Linked DNA regions of Drosophila melanogaster: region 2 is linked to region 1. Evidence: chromatin contacts called from public HiChIP or PLAC-seq data. All regions are on one chromosome and are shown on one strand. The core of a region is the stretch at or near the end of the contact, and the rest is flanking DNA. Distances in the headings are between cores, read along the strand shown. Region 1 holds the start of lncRNA:CR45668 (long non-coding RNA:CR45668). Region 2 holds the start of lncRNA:CR43461 (long non-coding RNA:CR43461).

What was found. HiChIP or PLAC-seq counts read pairs in DNA pulled down with a chosen protein or histone mark.
Region 2: a contact with region 1 is called in an H3K27ac HiChIP or PLAC-seq map of the Kc167 cell line, with 2.9 times the contacts expected there. The contact joins the promoter of lncRNA:CR43461 here to the promoter of lncRNA:CR45668 in region 1. A contact is called at or near these places in 1 of 107 Hi-C or Micro-C datasets (the S2 cell line) and 1 of 6 datasets of contacts at active chromatin or transcription factors (the Kc167 cell line).

Annotation. Positions count from the first base shown.
Region 1 is chrX:5,898,217-5,902,079 of dm6, reverse strand. lncRNA:CR45668 (long non-coding RNA:CR45668) reads left to right here and starts at 2,091. Exons shown (of 3, transcript NR_123807.1): 1 at 2,091-3,025. Act5C (Actin 5C) reads right to left here and starts at 1,219. Exons shown (of 2, transcript NM_001297986.1): 1 at 1,067-1,219.
Region 2 is chrX:6,730,565-6,734,064 of dm6, reverse strand. It overlaps lncRNA:CR43461 (long non-coding RNA:CR43461), which reads right to left and starts at 1,348. Exons shown (of 2, transcript NR_047772.1): 1 at 1,198-1,348. All of the region lies in intron 1 of CG3168, which reads left to right.

The DNA of each region.
Region 1 (3,863 bases), core at 842-3,341:
CAAATTCAAGGCGTGAAAACTACTGTAAACGCAAGTGGCGAGGCTGAGCTAAGCGACCGCACGGTTTGAAAGGAATGACTGGAATAAACCGACTGAAAGTGGCTGGTGAATGTTGAATGCCAGTTAACTGCGTTTTTCAATCGCTGCCTGCGTCGACGTCGCCATAGGCGTCGCTCGCTCTCGCCATCTCGCTCGCTCCGCGCCATGGTCGCTATGGGTGCGAAGGAGAGCGCTGGTGTGTTGAATTGCGGCGGCCAAGTTTTGTGACCATATATGGTCATGTTTCGAGGCGAAAAGCAAACCGTCGTCTGGCTTTCGCTCTCTCACACACACATACACTCTCTCTCGTTATTTTGCGCGTGAGTGTGTGTATATGAACGAATGCTCGAAGGTTTTCTCCATTTTTGCAACTACAACTTTGAAAAACCGGCAAAAATTTCTGCTTCAGCCAAAACGGCTGCCTACGTCACTATTTTCAAGAACCTGATCTAGTTTTACAGATTATAATATGCATATACTGTATGTATGTACATTTATGGATGATCTGGTGTTTTAGGGCGTGGGAAAAAAAGAAAGTGTTGGCGAATTGATTTGCAATTCGTAATTTGGCATATCTTTGGGTGAAATCGTGACACGCCCACATCAGCGAGCTTGGCTTTAAACACTATATTAGATCCTAACATTTGAGTTGGGGCTATTGAATTGCTTTGGTTTTTATAATTTCGTATAATTTGTATGTATATATCCTGAAATCTGCAGTTGTAATCCTGATTCTTGAGTTATGGTATTTGAAACCCTGGTTTTGTTAATTTTGATGTCTTTCGACCTATTGGTATTTTGATTGACAATTTAGGGCCAAACTTGGGTATTTTTGGAGTTTTGGTCAATACAATAACTCTTTAGCTCGTGGCTAGTATTTTTTGATCACTTTCAGCACTGGCACATAAAAAAATGTTTTGTTTACAAAAAAAATCACACATTTTCCGCGGCTTTTCTCGATTATTGCTTTTTCTTGGTGGGAGTGGTTCGATGGTGTTTTGTTGTTGGGAAGGGGAAAGCTACTTACATTTGGTGTGTTTTATTAAAATTAATTAAATAAATATAAATTAAGTCTTTCGGTTTGGTGTCTCTGGATTAGACGACTGCTGGCTGATGGAGCGGCTTTGTGTCGGGAGGAGTATCCACACAGCACAAGAACTCAAACGGTAGTGATATGAAAACTGGTCCCGCAGCCCGTTTTATAAAGCCCGCTTAGCGCTAAAACCTTATCAGCCGCAATGCTCTCCGCTCTCAAGTCGCGTTCAAAACTTTTACCATATATGGGTATGAATTGTTCGCCGATTGGGTTTTCATTTACGGAGAATTTCCTCCGCAACTGGGTGTTCGTGCTTGTGTGTGTCTTGTATATCGCCATGAAGAGTGTACTTCCATGGGTCCTATCAGTTGCGGCATGTGATTCAATTTGGGGGTTACTCATATTCGATACTTCAGCTGGTTATCTTTATGCTGTGATGGTCACGGTGCTTTTACACATTTTTTCCCCAACTACTCATTGTATGCCAAAACATACATATGTACATGTGTTTATAGTGGGTTTATTAGTAATGTCCAGCGATATTAAAACATTACAGTTAAATAATATTCATATTAGCTTACGTTTACTGCTATCTGCACTTCAAATTGGTTATTCCAGGGACATTTTGTGCAACACACATCTTCTAGTAGGGCATTCACTAGTCGTAGAAAACACACCTAACTTAAGCCGGTTTTAACAATAACGGCGAAACAGCTGCCAGACGAGAGAAAAGTACACAGCAAGAAGCATTTCTATAATGATGCCGTCCTAAATATGCAGCATTTTTGCTCAAATTGATCATTTCGTTGCATCGCTCAGGTGGTATAGTATTTGGCTATTGAATGTGATTGCTATCTTAATAGTTTTGAATAGTAATAGTGCAAATATTCATTCATAAAAAATAGGTAATCGATTTTTTCAGTGCAGTCTATGCGTTTGCGCAACAGAGACGAAGAGAGAGACGCCTCACACACAAGCACATGCGGTCTAAGCTGCTCTCCCTCTTTTTCTCTCTCTCTCTGGCTTGCGGCAGTTTTCCAGAGGCTGTGACTCAGTAAGCATTTCTTGTTGTTACCCTAACGATAAGCGTCCGATTCCTAATTCTCTTTCAAATAATTTGTTTTATTTTTTTTTTTGTGTGTTTTGAAGTCAAACAGCTTCATAAACAATATTAAATATCGCAATTGTTATTGCAAATGCATTCGTATCAGGCGCCTTGATGTTTTTCGCCAAAACTTCGTCTGCTCTTTGTCAGCGTAATTGCGTTTGCCGGTCGTGCCGTCTTGCTCGCACGCGGCTTGCAAACAAAAAGTGAAAGAGGGAAAGCCACCTGTGTTGTTGCTTTTGTTGCTATCGTTGGCTGCACACACATGGCAATAAGTAACCATATTGTAGACTTATTTATTTTAGCGTTTTCGTTGACTAATCTTTGTTTAAATAATTGCCTATTTCGAGCCAAAATGACGCATAAAAGGAAACGGCAACATGCGGTGCGTTGAGCATGCGTAAGCGAGATGGCGCTAGAGAGAGCGCAGCATAAAAAGAAAAAAACAACCGGCGAGTGGCGAGACACGAATAATACACACACGCACACATGGTCAAAGGAGTGGCTCCAACGTCGGTGACGTCGCGCCCAGCCACAGACCCCGCCACGCCCCGCCCCACCCTTCCTTCCGCTGCCCCGCACCCCTTTCCTTCCACTACCGTTTTGCCGCATTTGGTATTGCCATCTCGCTTTTTTGGCTTTACTTTGCTTTTTGAATAAGCCAAGAAACTGAAATCAAAGCGGACAGTCCGAAAATTGAATATTCCAAAAAACAACAATTGCACATGCACTGCGTTCGGCAAAAGACGCAGAAATTCAAGCCTTTTGGTCTGGCATCATCTTAAAATATCATCAGTATCATCATTGCCATTATAAATACATAAGAAAATGAGAATACATTAAAGGTATTTATTTTACAAACGCTTTACTTTATAAAAATACAACTATTATCGGAAAGCAATGCAAAATATGCCACTTAATTCCAGTTCTTTGTCATAGTCAACATATTTTGCAACAAAATTATCTATAGATAACATGTTTTTGTAGAAAATTCCACTAACTGATTTTCGTATAAATACAAATTATTCTCATTCTTCAAAATACTCGCCGACGTCATCGCGAAATTCCTCAGCATTCTTCGACAAATGAAGAGAGACAGCGAGTGACACAATCTTATCTTGCCGACGAGTCTTTGAAAATGGCCCCGGGTAACGGTGAAAAACATATAGCCAAGAATGGAGCGATCGCCAGGCGATGGAAATTGGCTTCAAATTGCTCCGAATATGGCCAGTTGGTCAGTTGGCATTGGATTGTGGAGAGATACTAGATCAGCTCGTTCTCCTTCTCCTCCGCATTCTCCTACTCCGCCCGAAGACGCTTCTTTGATCGCTTCTTTCTCGAATGTGTACATATTCATTATGTATTTGGTGTTTGGCGACGATCAGCCAGCTTTAATGGCCATAAAACGTGTCTTGGTTTGTGGGCCACATAACAGGCAGCGAGATCTGGAAAAATGATGTGACAGTGGAAATGAGAAGTAGGTGCATCTGCAAAGATTTGATTCAGAGTTGATGCCATTCATGGAAAGAGTCATTTATGAATATGATTTTTTTTTAGAAGTATCATTTGTGTTTTTAGAATATAGAATTCTATGGAACATTCTTTGGAACAAAATCATAACCTTTTTTTTGGCTCTATTTGCTTCTCTCAAGTTCGTTGCTCGATCGTTTGTTTTTTGTTTTT
Region 2 (3,500 bases), core at 99-2,598, 830 kb before region 1:
TAATATGTACATACTTTCTGCATACTTTTGAGCTAAGCCCCCAGAGAACCCATATCAAGGGGATGGCGCAGAAGTGGCAGAGTAGGCAGATTTATGCCTGGCAAACGGTCCGCCGATAAGCGGAGTATCTCCGTGTGGGTGGCCCATAAATCCCCAGTGGCAGCAGTCACAAAAAAAACATCAACAACTTTAAGCCGCAGCCTCATAAAGTCTACACAAATTTCCACTGACGTCAGTCCCACATGAGGAGCAGTGTACATAGCGATCAAGATCAGAAGACTAGGAGCGGATCGGGATGAGGGAGGGAGGGAGGGAGGGAGGGAGGGAGGGATGGATGGATGGATGGATGGATGGATGGATGGATGGATGGTTGGTTGCTTGGTTTGGGAGTTGACTTTGATGGCGTTTGGAGACGAGCCAACAAGGAATGGGCCTTGGCAGTCAAAGAACACACGTTGGGTTGTCCAAAAAGTACAAAAATACGGAGAAGGGAAAACAATATCAGATGGCCAGGTCACGAGGGCTGGCTGGTTGACACGGACGGACGGACGGACGGACGGACGGACGGACGGACGGACGGACGGACAAACAAGCGACTGGAAGTGATGACAAGCGGACAAACACCACTGAACTTGGACGCATGGCTGGCGGCTGGGCCAATATTTGTTTGGGATCCGCTTCGAGTTGCGAAAGATGAGTGACGAAAAGTAAAGCGACTTATTTTTAGCCGATCTACATTTCATTCGGCGGCACCCAGCCACCGAATTTACAAATAATGCTGGATTACAGGCCAAACACCTTGAAATTTTACCCTGCATTTCATATGATACCATTCGTACCATTTCATACTTTCCCCACTTAACCAATAATCTTAAACTAATCATAACTTAATCCTAAATCCTCGAAACCACTTAACAATTAAGTACTAAGAATGCTTAATCCTAGTTTGCATCCGAAATAAACTTAAAACTAAAGTATATTCTTTGAATGGCTTAACCTATCCCAAAAATTGGCACCCAACTTAATTATAATGTCCATCATAATATCTAAATATGTAGCGAGCTTATATCTATAAATAAATATAAAGCCTAGATATAGGTTCACTTAAAAATAAATATATATAAAATATATATATATATAATAAATACATATTATAAATAAGAAAATAAAATAAAATCTCCTAAATGAGGAGCCTACCTGGTCAGGTCCATGATGCACTGCATCCGGAACGAAGATGGGATGCCCCCATGGCTTCTGGAACCAGCTTGACACACACCGACACACACCGACATACACACCGCCCCACACCGACACACATACTATTACTATTACTACCACGTCATAATTTCCTTTCGACTGATTTATGAGGTGTCAGAGCCCCTATCCCATGATGATTGAGCCAGAATTGGTTGGGAATTGTAAGTATTGATGGGCGAAATTAATTTTACATTTCAATTACATGTACATTTACATTTTACAATTATGTAAATTACATTGTAACAATCTATATCTCTTGATATGTTTAATGTTTTTTGTTGAATGTTGTACATTACCTGTCTTTCAATGTTGCATATTCAATGTTGCATATTCAATGTTGCATATTTAATGTTGCAAATTCAATGTTGCATATTCAATGTTGCATATTCAATGTTGCATATTCAATGTTGCATATTTAATGTTGCAAATTCAATGTTGCATATTCAATGTTGCATATTCAATGTTGCATATTCAATGTTGCATGTTCAATGTTGCATATTCAATGTTGCAAATTCAATGTTGCAAATTCAATGTTGCATATTCAATGTTGCAAATTCAATGTTGGATTTCAATGTTGCAAATTCAATGTTGCATATTCAATGTTGCATGTTGAATGTTGCATATTCAATGTTGCATGTTGAATGTTGCAAATTCAATGTTGCATGTTGAATATTGCATGTTGAATGTTACATGTTACATATGTATATACATGTATGTATATTGTTTGTTGCAAATAGCAACTAAATGTTGATTGTTCCTTATTGAATGTTTGTTGTTGATTGATAGTTATTGAATGTAGATAATTAATACTGAAATAATTGTTAAGCATCGAATTTTGCATTTGTTTTTCATATATTAATATTTATCATCATAATGCGACGTAAACATTTCCTTGGAAATACAAGTTCTTTGCCAATTAAGGCCAAAGTTTATACGATATGGAAAGCTGTCTAGCATAATTTTTGGTTTCGATTCTGTTTCATGGCTGTTGGCTGCGGAAAAAACCTTTGCACACACAAAAAGATCACTTTTTTTTATGGAACTGAACAAAAAATTACGTAGATCTTTTGCCGCAGCCAGGGAATTGGCGGTCCTATGGCGTGTGAGTGAGGGGGGGGGGGGGTTTGGAATACAAGCACGCAAATAATTCCGACACATTCGAGGCGACAAAAAACGCGAGAGGCACCGAGTTCGCACGCACATATTTCATATTCGTAGATCTATTTCTGTATCGCCTGGATATTGTTGACGCGCGATTTTTTTGGGACCCTGCAGCGAATTCAATTCGAATATTCGATTGGTTTCGGCCAGGATTTTAGCCATCATTTTGCGATTGAACTTGACCTTTGCAAAGGCCAACGGTGCCCTTAGCTGGTGCAGACCGATCGCTGAACTGGTTCACACCCGTTTCCAAATCGACTGCATGTCCAGTTGCCAAATGACTAAGCGATTCGTAACGAAAATCATTTTAACCGATTCATAAGCGATTTACTGCTGCGGTTAAAAAAATCACTCTTCAATATGCATACATAGTTTGTTATTATTAAATGTCCTACGTGAGGTCGTCTCATAACTTACCAGCCATATGTACATACATATGTGATAAGTGTTTATGGCCCAATTAATATTGATGCGTCATAGTGCTAACCCGCTTTTAACCGATTCGCGCCCGATTCGCTCACGAAGGACCCTCGCCAATAGTGTAGACTTTGCATTGGTATTGACGAATTACAGGCTTTTACGATGAAGGAAGAGCATTGCATTTGCAGCGAGCCATAAAGATTGCAGGTCTTATTTTCGTACACACACATTGTTGCGATTACGAGTATAGCCAGTCCGGTAGATAAGAGCGCCTGAGAGCCAACTGATAAGCATCGGAGGGCGACATCTCTGATGCTGCCCCAACTCGTTTTGTTGTTGTTGTCTCCGATCCGCTGGCGATAACGTCAAGAGTAACAAAAACTAAAAAAAATAGCAAGGCAAAACGCAAAAAAGAGGAAAAATGAGGAAAAATATGAAATAAGAACAGCAATGGCAATAGCAACCGTAGCAGCTGAGTGTACACAAGCTAAGAACCGAGCCGAGTGCCCCGAGAGTGGCAGGCGCACACACAGATTGTGCGATCGCGAATGAGCGAAGAAGAGTCAGCATCCCGAGAACGATGCCGGAAAGGGGGCGTCTGGGTTTCGGGGTGGGCGGATTTCTGTACGGTCTGTTATGGGGCTGTGGCACTCTGGGTTGGC